2 separate regions of the Macaca mulatta genome follow, and region 1 is linked to region 2. Evidence: chromatin contacts called from public Hi-C data. All regions are on one chromosome and are shown on one strand. Each heading gives the region's core, a stretch centred on a gene start, on an enhancer-like site or on the middle of the called end of the contact. The rest is flanking DNA. Distances are from core to core; before and after follow the strand shown. Region 1 holds the start of GPR142 (G protein-coupled receptor 142). Region 2 holds the start of RPL38 (ribosomal protein L38).

Evidence for each region. Hi-C and Micro-C count contacts between places; a contact is called where the count stands out from the background.
Region 1: a contact with region 2 is called in a Hi-C map of fetal cortex germinal zone, with 4 times the contacts expected there. The contact joins the promoter of GPR142 here to the promoter of RPL38 in region 2. A contact is called at or near these places in 4 of 14 Hi-C or Micro-C datasets (cortical neurons, fetal cortex germinal zone, fetal cortical plate and 1 more).

Annotation. Positions count from the first base shown.
Region 1 is chr16:84,040,052-84,046,220 of T2T-MMU8v2.0, forward strand. GPR142 (G protein-coupled receptor 142) reads left to right here and starts at 2,390. Exons shown (of 3, transcript XM_028836758.2): 1 at 2,390-2,759; 2 at 3,648-3,806; 3 at 4,880-6,169. The coding sequence starts at 2,666. The coding sequence ends at 5,751. The region is part of intron 2 of BTBD17 (BTB domain containing 17); the gene reads right to left.
Region 2 is chr16:83,871,875-83,877,657 of T2T-MMU8v2.0, forward strand. It overlaps RPL38 (ribosomal protein L38), which reads left to right and starts at 1,433. Exons shown (of 5, transcript XM_028836749.2): 1 at 1,433-1,500; 2 at 1,672-1,712; 3 at 1,883-1,943. The coding sequence starts at 1,710. It overlaps LOC144335922 (a long non-coding RNA gene), which reads right to left. Exons shown (of 2, transcript XR_013407192.1): 2 at 3,000-3,905.

The DNA of each region.
Region 1 (6,169 bases), core at 1,140-3,639, 170 kb after region 2:
CTCAAAAAAAAAAAGAAAAAAAAGTTAAAGTGTATGGCTGGGTCTTCATAACATCTTTCACCTTGCCCAGGCTGACTCAGAGCTGTCTGCCTTGGTGGATAGAATCCCTTCCACCGTGGGCTAGCAGCCTACCCTGGCCACTGACACCACACCATGTGGGAAAGAATTGCCACCACCAAGAAGGGACCTCTGATGTCTGTACAGGCTGTGTGCTGGCTGATGACTTGGCTGCCCTGTCCTGTCTGCTGCTGGCACTGAACCGGACATCTCCAGGCTCCACCTCTTGAACCATGGATCCCAGCATTGTCAGCAATGAGTACTATGATGTTGCCCGTGGATGCACAAGATCCAGTGGGACCCCACTTCCCTGCAGGACATCACTGCTGTCCTGGGTACGGAAGCATATACTGAGGAAAACAAATCAATAGTGTCCCATGCACAGAAAAGCCAGCATTCTTGGCTCAGCCATTCCAGGTGGCTGAGGTCTCCACAGGTCACATGGGGAAACTGGGACCTCCGAATAAGACCATCCAAGGGGCTGGGCGTGGTGACTCACGCCTGTAATCCCGGCATTTTGGGAGGCCGAGGCTGGCAGATCACGAGGTCAGGAGATCGAGACCATCCTGGCTAACACAGTGAAACCCCATCTGTACTGAAAATACAAAAAATTAGCTGGGCATGGTGGCGGGCGCCTGTAGTCCCAGCTACTCGGAGGCTGAGGCAGGAGAATGGTGTGAACCTGGGAGGTGGAGCTTGCAGTGAGCCGAGATCACGCCACTGCACTCCAGCCTGGGCAACAGAGCGAGACTCTGTCTCAAAAAAAACAAAAAAAAACAAAAAAGACCATCCAAGGACTCCAGCAGTTTCTGCCAGGTGAACCCAGCCGTCTCCCAGAACAGACCTTCTATGGGGTGGGATTCTAAGTTGCTGGAAGGACGTGCATGGGGCATAATTTTAGCAAACTTAGTCCCCCTCCTCCATCTCTCCGTCTCCTCTCTCTGAATCCAGGGAGCTCTAGTTTTGTGACAGCCTTGGTTGAAACCATTGTGTTCTGTCTGAAGAATATTTAAAGTTTCCAATCAAGTGTACATCCCTCAAAAAAACAAAGTGGGCTTGGCATGGTGACTCACACCTGTAATCCCAGCTCTTTGAGAGGCCAAGGCAGAAGGACCACTTGAAGCCTGGAGTTCCAGACCAGCCTCGGCAACACAGCGAGACCCCAAACTCTCTATATATCTATACATAAAATAAAATTTAAAAAACAAGGTGTAGGGACAGGGTAGGGACTCGGTAAATGTTGGCGGGGACCCTCCTTGCCCCTCACCCATGGCAGCTCCTTGAAGAGAGGTCCTGCCTTCTCTCACCCCTAGCCTCCCGCTGCAAGGAGGTGGTGGCCTGGGACGTCATCTGTGCTCCTTGCACTTTCTGGGGCTGGGGTCCCAGCACTCCACCAGAGGACCTTTCCTGAGCAGGCAGCTCCCTCTCCAGTCTCACTGCGCCGCCCAGGGTGCCTGGCCAAACCATGCGACTTTCAGGCTTGCAGGATCAGGATGTGGCCACCAGGGGGTAGCAGAGCCTCTGCTGTGAGTATCTGAGGGAGTGTTGGGGCGGGGGATTCCAGGCTCCGATGTGAGATCTAACTCCCAGAGCTGGGAAGCTCCCTATATTTCCTGCCATATTTTCTGCTGCATTCCCAGAGGACAGGCCGTGGGAGGTGATTCCAGGGGGACCTGAGCTCTCCTCCCAAGGCCATCTATGGGGTGTGTATGTACCGGGTGCCTGCTTTGTGGGCTGCTCCAGTCACTCTTCCTCTAGGGCAGGGGAGCCAGAGCTGCAGATTCTGGCCTCTGAGTGCTCACCGGCACCGGCTGGTGTTTATTTGCCAGGGATTGATATTCTTGAGGGATGATCCGTTTCACTAGGGCCAGGAAAACAACAGCTTGCAGGACTGTGGTTTCCCAGCACCGGCTGCAGGCAGCCTGGTCTGGCTGCTCCCAGGGCATGCCCCACCCTGTGCACGACTGCCTGCCATCCTGCCCCTGGGGGCAGCCTCCACCTCCCCCACCATGGTCACTGCAGGACTGACCCTGTACACCTGGTCCCCTGGGCCTCTTGGGATCATAGCCCTGTCTGTGGCAGCCTCAACCCTCCTACCTGGCACGACTCCCCCAACTCCTCGCAGAGGTGCTCTTCTCTCTTCCCTCCCAGTCTGGATGCTCAGAGTCAGCACCCCGAGTCCTTCTGCCTGTCCCCAAAGTCCTCAGCCTCAGGATGTGACCCCAGCTGAGCCCAGGCCAGCTCACAGAGTGCCCCGGGGCAGGAGGCAGCCCCCCAGAACCCCCATCCTGCCATCCTGCCTCTTCTCCTCACTTCCTGCTCCCCCAGGCATAGACAGACCTGTGAACCTCACGCCACCCTCAGCTCGTCTCTCCTGAAGCTGAAGCCCCTGCCCAGCCCGACCCCTTCTCCTGCCTGCACGCCTTAGAGGACCCTGGTTTGCTCCACCAGCATCTACCCTCGCTCTTTCCCCGGTGCCTCCGCCCACCGATTCCTTCCTCCTCCTTCCCCCGCCCCACCCCCCTGCACTAATAGGCTCAGTGTCTCGGGAAGGATCCTGGGGCAAATAACCACTTGGAGAGCCAAGGGGTGAGAGGTGCAGCTGGCGATGCTGACAGAGAGCTGCGGGGACCCTCAGGAAAAGCCACAGGTGACCCAGGACTCAGGGCCCCAGAGCATGGGGCTTGAAGGACGAGAGACAGGTAAGCCATCTTGAAGTACGGTGTGCTGGGGGCAATCGGGTGGGAAGGCAGAAGGGAACAGGAGGCAGGTTAGGGACCTAGAGGGTGGAGTAGGGGCCGAAGCTGAGAGTGAGTGAGCAGTGAGCCCCCGGGCTGCAGCAGGAAACGAAAAACTGGAGTTCTACCTGAAAGAGACGTGCAGTGTGGTTTCAGGGGAACAGGGGCCAGAGTGGAAGGTGCTCATCCTAGACCAGCCACCTTACCCCTGTTGACTCAGTTTCCCCATCTGTGGACCTGGGCCATTCCAGCTTTAGTGGTGCTCACCTCTGAAGAGGGTCTCTTTAGCTTAGAAAAGAGGGGGTCCTAGCAACAGCCTCTCCTTAGAGGGGGACAGCTGTTGAGTGGAGCTGTGCAGCCCTGGGGCCTCCACTGTGGGCCTCCCAGAGAGGTCCCTGTGTGTGGCCAGTGTCACCTGGGTCAGAATTGCCCAGATGCTGATGACAAGCACAGCTGCTGTGACCCCGCTTCAGACCCTCTGGCCCAGCCCGCCCAGAGGAGGCCCAGGAGCCTGCATCTCCACAAGTGCCCCCGTGATCCTGTTTCAGAGCCCCTGCTAGGCAGCGTGAGGACCCATGGGGAGCAGTGTCTCTATGGCAGCAGACCGTGCTGCCATGGACTTCACATCAGTGAGGGAGCCGGGCCACTGAGGGAGTGGGGTGAGGTGCGGTGGGGGTGAGGGTGGTCTCGGCAAGAATTCTCACAGCAACAGACAGTGCACTCAGCTGGGTCTGACTAGAGGGTCTGCACAGAGCAGGGTGACTAGAAAGACCCCAGGTCAGGGCGGGGCTGCTGCCCAGCCAGGTTAGAAATAGACCAGAGGCTCTGACTCTGCCCGTCCTCCCCTTCTAGCTGGCCAGCCACGAGTGACCCTGCTGCCCACACCCAACGGCAGCGGGCTGAGCCAGGAGTTTGAAAGCCACTGGCCAGAGATCCCAGAGAGGTCCCCGTGTGTAGCTGGCGTCATCCCTGTCATCTACTACAGTGTCCTGCTGGGCCTGGGGCTGCCTGGTGAGTGGAGAGCTGGGGTCTGGGGACTTGGGCTTGGCCAGAAATGGGGATCCTTCTTCAATGGGTGCCAGTCCTCTGTGTTGACCCCTGAGGCCCTGGATCATAGACCCCTGGTCTTTCCTTGCCATTGTCAGGGTGTTCTGGGTCACTGGGGAGTAAAAGTAAGGGGCTAGGATTGGGGGTGCTCACGGCTAAACCCAAGTTTTCCCCAGCAGTGAGCACCCTCTTAGGATAGCAAAATTCACATAGGAACTGGCTGAGCTCAGTACCAAGCTCCCTGTGCTCCCCATGCCTTCAGAGAGCAGAGCTGGGGGCAGAGGTAGGTGCACGGATATGGGAAGAATGGGTGGTCGTCTCGGCCCTGGGGCTTTCTCCAAGTCTGATAGCTAAACCCATGTCTGTGTCCAGGGATGCCTCCACTCTGGAGGATACAGAAAACCTAAAAAGGACTTGAAGGACAATGCCATAGGACAGGTGGCTTCTCTTTTATTTATTTATTTATTTATTTATTTATTTATTCGAGATGGAGTCTCGCTCTGTCACCCAGGCTGGAGTGCAGTGGTGTGATCTCAGCTCACTGCAGCCTCCGCTTCCCAGGTTCAAGTGATTCTCCTGCCTCAGCCTCCCAAGTAGCTGGGATCATAGGCATGCACCACCATGCCTGGCTAATTTTTAATAGAGATGGGGTTTCTCCATGTTGGTCAGGCTGGTCTGGAACTCCTGACCTCAGGTGATCTGCTCACCTTGGCCTCCCAAAGTGCTGGGATTACAGGCGTGAGCCAGCACGCCCAGCCAGGACAGGTGGCTTCTGAGGACACCCTGCCATGTGCACTTACCTGTGTATAACTGGGGTACAGCCAGTGGCTTGCAGTGGATGGACAGGGGAGAGGTGGCCTGGGTTGCCTTCTGGGCAAAGTGGGGTTTCAGAAGGATCCGGAAGGAGAAAAAACAGAAGCCAGCACAGCCTCTGCACACGCAGATGGGGAGGGGCGATGGCGACACCTTGGAAAGCAGAGTCTGAACTCTCTTCTGATGCCTCTGCCTCTCCCCTCCCTGACCTTGGCTGCCACCAGTCAGCCTCCTGACCGCAGTGGCCCTGGGCCGCCTTGCCACCAGGACCAGGAAGCCCTCCTACTACTACCTTCTGGCACTCACGGCCTCGGATATCATCATCCAGGTGGTCATCGTGTTCGCGGGCTTCCTCCTGCAGGGAGCCTTGCTGGCCCGCCAGGTGCCCCAGGTTGTGGTGCGCATGGCCAATATCCTGGAGTTTGCTGCCAACCACGCCTCAGTCTGGATCGCCATCCTGCTCACAGTTGACCGCTACACTGCCCTGTGCCACCCCCTGCACCATCGGGCCGCCTCGTCCCCAGGCCGGACCCGCCGGGCCATTGCTGCTGTCCTGAGTGCTGCCCTGTTGACCGGCATCCCCTTCTACTGGTGGCTGGATGTGTGGAGAGACGCCGACTCACCCAGCACTCTGGACGAGGTCCTCAAGTGGGCTCACTGTCTCACTGTCTATTTCATCCCTTGTGGTGTGTTCCTGGTCACCAACTCGGCCATCATCCACCGTCTACGGAGGAGGGGCCAGAGTGGGCTGCAGCCCCGGGTGGGCAAGAGCACAGCCATCCTCTTGGGCATCACCACACTGTTCACCCTCCTGTGGGCACCCCGGGTCTTTGTCATGCTCTACCACATGTATGTGGCCCCTGTCCACCGGGACTGGAGGGTCCACCTGGCCTTGGATGTGGCCAACATGGTGGCCATGCTCAACACGGCAGTCAACTTTGGCCTCTACTGCTTTGTCAGCAAGACTTTCCGGGCCACTGTCCGACAGGTCATCCACGATGCCTACCTGCCCTGCACTTTGGCATCACAGCCAGAGGGCATGGCGGCAAAGCCTGTGATAGAGCCTCCGGGACTCCCCAGAGGGGCAGAAGTGTAGAGAAAGGGGCCCAGCTGGGGAGCTCAGGGTGGCTCATGGCCACATGTACTGGGGCCTTTGAGGTTGTGCTCAAAAAACGTTTATCAACACCTTGCTTTCCTTGGGTGGGGGTGAGGCTACTCGTTTGGGTGTGGCTCCCAGGTAGAGAGGAGGACAACTTAACCGACGCTCACATTTGCTTCACCAGCAATCCCTATTTCCTGGGAAGATGAAAGGGCACTGCCAGGAACAGGCTAATAACATCAGTGCTGTGGGCATTCCTTTAAGGGGGGCATTTTGCCTGGCTCATCATGAATGCAGATACATGTTGGTTGAACGGATGGAAAAATGGACAGAAGGATGGATGGATGGATGGAAGGATGGATGGATGGATGGATGGATGGATGGATGGATGGATGTGAATTGTCTCCAGCCCACC
Region 2 (5,783 bases), core at 183-2,682:
TTAGGCATCTAAAATTAGGCTTTTGCCAATTAACTTTTCCCACTGCTGGAATCCTGACACATTTACAGTTGCAGAGACAACGTTCAGTTTCTTTAAAAGACTCTTCAGTGCTATTACAGTATTTTGTGATCTCTCTGCAGCAAGGTCTATTGGTTCCTATATCTCCAGCACCCCCAGGAAGGTGCTCAGCCTGAGCTTGTTAATGGAAGGGCAGGAGGGAGGAAGAAAGGAACGTAAGTTAAATAAGTTCTAAGTAAAGCTCGCGGCAAAGTGCTCTTTCTCTTCAGGAGGGCTGCTCTGTAATAATAAGCACGAAGCAATTACATTCTGCCATGTGGTTATTAAATTTGGGGGAAACAAATATAATAAAATGTAGACATTTGTAGAGAGGTTGGAAATAAAATAAAAGTGGAGGATAAAAATAAAATCGATAACCACACGTTGCTAAGAGCCTAACCTGAAGGATGTTATGGGGGAGAAAGGAAGGCTGCCCTCCCCAAACTGCCCAAGCCTCCCCAAGAAGTGGCTGGTGCCTGGACTGGGGAATCTGCCCAGCAGGGGTTCAAGTCCTGAGTCCACCTCTCCCCTCTGGGGTGGTGGTGAGAGCTGGCAACAGCAGGAGAACTCCCACTGCTGCACCATCAGCCCTAGAGGTGAGACACTTAGCCAGGGGCAGCCCTGCCACAGCTGTTGGAAGTATTATTATTATTTTTGCTAGAGATGGGTGTGGGGGGGGGCCTTACTAGGTTGCCCAGGCTGGTCTCGAACTCCTGGCCTCAAGCGATCCACCGGCCTCGGCCTCCCCTAATGCTGGGGTTATAGGCGTGAGCCACCGCGCCCGGCCTTAACTTGCTTTCATTGTACACCAATTCCTAAAGGAACTGGAAGCAGCAGGCAGGAACGCTCCCTCTTACGGAAAGAAGATCCCAGGGCCCTGGTCATGACAGGTTCAGGTCCCAAAAAGGAGACTGGAAGAAGAAAACGTGAGGCGCCAGAACAAGAGGTTCTACAAGGTGCACACGACGGTCTCTGCCATTAAATGAAGAATTCTCTGTGCAGATGTCCCGTGCACAGGTCCAGTGAAAGCCGTGGAGAATAAGCGTTAGCTCTTCGAACTGAATCTGAACTAAAACCCAGCAAAGCCAGGCTAGGGTTGGGAGGTTGCGAGGGAAGACAGGAAGTGTGGATGGGGAAGAGGCGGGGGTCATAGAAGGAAGAGATGGGGAGCAGTGGGAGGAGGGAGTCGGAGGGAGGGCGGCAGCCAGGATGGTCCCTTCCATTCTTGGAGCTGCACTGTTGACCTCGACCACGAGGGGGCAGGGCTGCTGAAATTGGAAGTGCCAACGCCTACATGAGTCTTGACCCTCGGCAGGCACCGTATCCAGTTTCCTCCGTTGGGAGGGTTTAACTGCCCGGAAACGGAAGTCTCGTTCTTTTTCGTTCTTTTACTAGGTCGCTGCTGGCTGTGAGTGTCTCTAGAGTGGTACGCGGGTGAGAAGGGTAATCTGGGGCAATCCACGGCCAGGTGAAATCTGGGGACCCCAGGTCCACGTGGAGGGTGTCGGGGAGGAAAAGGGAGTGCGATGGGGGCGATATTTCGGGGGAGGGCGGGAAAGCGGGGTTGACTGCCATCCCCCGCGCCGTGTTAACGCCAAGGACTGTTTCCTGCAGGTCCCGGTCCGCGCCAGCTCCCTGCGCGCCTTGTCGCCATGGTGAGTACGGTCCCTGCCTGGCGCCTTCCCGGTGTGGGTTCGTGGGATCCGGGGCGAGGGCGAGAGAGCCTCCCCAGGGCCTCCGGAGGCCGGGAGGAGCTGGTGGACTGGACCGTCACCGGAAGACGTGTCTCTTTGCTGTCTGTTTACCCGCTTCCTTTGTGTTGCAGCCTCGGAAAATTGAGGAAATCAAGGACTTTCTGCTCACAGCCCGACGAAAGGATGCCAAATGTAAGTGGTTGCTCCGAAGGTTCAAGATGACCGGTGCCTACCCTGCCACCGCTCCGGTAGCGTCTTCCCCGGAATGGCTGGCAGGAGGCGGGTTAGGCTGTCTGGGCGTGTGCCTGGCCCTCTGGGACCAGTGGTTACATCGTATTTCCCATGAGAAAGACCTGTGTGGGGCACGTTGAGGCCCTGGAATTCTAGAACCATCTTAGCTAATCGCGAGCATCTCAGAGGCTGCCCAGAGTTCAGTTTTCTTTTGTATAATACATCAAATTTCTGCAGTTGTGCAAAATCTTAACACAAAACCCATTTTGTAATGAAGTGCTGGATACTTGCATGTAATGTGTTGAGCACGGCACACTGTGCAATATAGTCGTTTATATCGTGATCCTGTGGTCGATGGCCAGTGTCAGAAAGTGTCATACTTATCTAGCCCAGAAAAAGATTTTTTAAAAAAATTTTTTTCTTTTTTTTTTTTTGAGACAGTATGGCTCTGTGGCCCAGGCTGGATTGCAGTGGTGCGATCTTGGCTCACTGCAGTTGCCGCCTCCCACGTTCAAGCGATTCCCCTGCCTCAGTGTAGCTGGGATTACAGGCACGCGCCACCGCGCCTAGCTAATTTTTTGTGTTTTTAGTAGTGACGGTGTTTAACCACGTTGGCCAGGCTGGTCTCGAACTCCTAACCTCAGGTGATCCACCTGCCTCCACCTCCCAGAGTGCTGGGCTTACAGGCGTGAGCCACTGCGCCCAGCCAAGATCAAAGTTTGAAGCAGGGCTTCTACTGAATGCACATCGCATTCCCACCATTGTAAAGTCACAAAGGTTGAGTTGGACTGTGGTGAGGCTGTCTCCCAGCTTGTACATACAGGGGAAAGAAGGTGATTCATGAAAATCCTTGAACAGCAGATTTTCGATGGATAGGTGCCAATCTCTGCTACCCACTTACAGTTTTACACCAAGTGTGAGAGAGGTAGTTGTGTTATCCCTTTGTGATACTTGAAGATTTGGGGGCTTGTGTTTTTGTGTTTCATAGGTCTTGAGTTATGTTGTTACTTTAACCCAGAGTCATATTTTTTCAGCTGTATGAAAGAGAATCAGGTCACATGTGGAAGTGGGGTTGCATGGGACAGGCCTGTTAAGGTGGGCGAAGACACCAGCTAATGCTCCGTGCCCCAGTGATGGTGCCAGATGGTGGTTGGTGTACAGGGAGAGCCTTTCAGTGAGTTGGGGGTAGGCAGGGATGGGGGTCATATTTGTGTCCCCATTACCCAAAACAGGCTGTCACCTTTGAGGTGGTGACCACCTGTGGGAACAAATAGCATCTGGTGGGAATGATGTCTGTTTGCCAGTGTTTTGTATAAAGAGATGAGGTTATCAGGTTAGTTTTATTTCAGGCCATATGGGGTCGCTGCCTAGTTCAAAGCCCAACTCTACCAGTAGATAACTTACCCTTCTGAGCAAGTTAAACATGACACCACCCTTTGCTTGTGTTTAAAAAGGGTGGTGGTCCAGGCGTGATGGCTCATGCCTATAATTCCAGCACTTTGGGAGGCCAAAGCGGGCAGATCGTTTGAACCAAGAGTTCAAGACCAATCTGGGCAACATGGCAAAACCCCATTTCTACCAAAAATTTAAAAATTAACCGGTCATGGTGGCACACGCCTGCAGTCCCAGCTACTCAGGAGGCTGAGGCAGGAGAATCAGTTGGACCTGGGAGGTGGAGGTTGCAGTGAGCTGAGATCGTCCCACTGCACTCCATCCTGGGTGACAGAGCGAGACTGTCTCTCACAAAAAATTGGGAACCTGGATTTTAGATGATGCAGCTTTAAAGGTAGGGGTCACAGTCCCCTAGAGATAGTAAAGTGTCAGTAGCTGTTGAAAAAACTTTTGAAATTGTTATATTAATTTTTAATGTGTAATAGGCGTAGCATAAAATTCACCATTTACACTGGGTATGGTGGTTCCCATCTGTAATCCCAGCACTTTGGGAGGCTGAGGCAGATGGATGAGACTAGCCTGGGCATCATAGTGAGACCCTGTCTTTACAAAAGAAAAAAGTTAGCCAGGCATGTGCCTGTGGTCTTAGCTACTCAGGAGGCTGAGGTAGCGATTGCTTGAACCCAGGAGATTGAGGCTGCAGTGGGCCGTGATTATGCTGCTGCACTCCTGGCTGGACCACAAAGCATAATTGTACAGTTCAGTGGCATTCAGTAAATTCACATTGTTGGGAAGCTGCCACCATCACCACCCATCTCCAGAACTTTTATCTTCCCAAACTGAAACTCCCTCTGTTAAACACCAGCTCCCAATTCTTCCCAGTCCCTGGCAACCAGCTTCCAGTTTGTCCCTGAATGTGACTGCTCTGGATACCCCATACAAGTGGAGTCTGCTATTGCATATTTGACCTTTTGTGGCTGGCTTCTTTCTCTTCAGAGTTCTCTAGCATGTGTCAGCATTGCCTTCTTTTTCTTTTTTTTGAGGTGGAGTCTCACTCTGTCGCCCAGGCTGGAGTGCAGTGGTGCAATTTTGGCTCACCTCAGGCTCCGCCTCCCGGGTTAACACCATTCTCCTGCCTCTGCCTCCTGAGTAGCTGGGACTACAGGTGCCCACCACCATGCCCGGCTAATTTTTTTTTTTTTTTTTTTTTTTTTTTTTAAGTAGAGACGGGGTTTCACTGAGTTAGCCAGGATGGCCTTGATCTCCTGACCTCATGATCCGCCCGCCTCGGCCTCCCAAAGTGCTGGGATTACAGGTGTGAGCCACTACACCCAGACCGAGTTTTCCATTGTGGGAGGCCATGGTTTGTTTATCTGTCTATTGATGGACATTGGGTTGCTTCTACATTTTCGCTATTGTGAATAATGCTCTGAACATGGGTGTGCGAATATTTCTTCTGTGGTTGCTGTCTGTTCTTCAGGGTATATATCTAGAAATGGAATTGGAGTGCTATGGCGGGATCATGGCTCGCTGCAATCTCTGCCTCCCATGTTCAAGTGATTCTCCTGCCTCAGCCTCCCCAGTAGCTGGGATTACAGGCACCCGGCTAATTTTTCTATTTTTTAGGAGAGGACGGAGTTTCACAGTGTTGGTCAGGCTGGTCTCGAACTCCCGACCTCAGATGATCTGCCTCCCCCGGCCTCCCAAAGTGCTGGGATTATACAGGCGTGAGCCGCTGCGCCCAACTGAGTAACCATTTTGAAGAGCTCCAGATGTTGTGCAAGTGGTGTTCAGCTTAGTTCAGTTGCTAGGGTCAGTGTTACACTGAAATGGGTTAGTTTGGATAGATACCCAGGTGCCTGGATGTATTAAGAACAAGAGCCCAGGCACCTCATGCCTTAGCAGGCTCTGAGTCACAGTGCTGCTTCCTCTGATGTGCCCATTCCCATAGCAGTTACTGGCAGAAATGGAGTTGCAGCTGGGCACGGTGTCTCACACCTGTAATCCCAGCACTTTGGGAGGCCGAGGCGGGCAGATCACGAGGTCAGGAGATCGAGACCATCCTGGTGAACACGGTGAAACCCCATCTCTACTGAAAATACAAAAAAATTAGCCAGGTGCGGTGGCGGGCGCCTGTAGTCCCAGCTTCTCGGGAGTCTGAGGCAGGAGAATTGTGTGAACCCGGGAGGCGGAGCTTGCGGTGAGCCAAGATCACGCCACTGCACTCCAGCCTGGGCAACAGAGCGAGACTCCGTCTCAAAAAAAAAAAGAAGGAAAGAAATGGAGTTGCAGAATTGCGAGGACAAGATTGTCTTGTGCTGCATCTGTCCACGTCCTTGCATTGGTGCGTTAGAGCCTGTGTTCGGCCCTCAGCCACCTTTTTCTTGATGGGCACATCACTGCTATTAC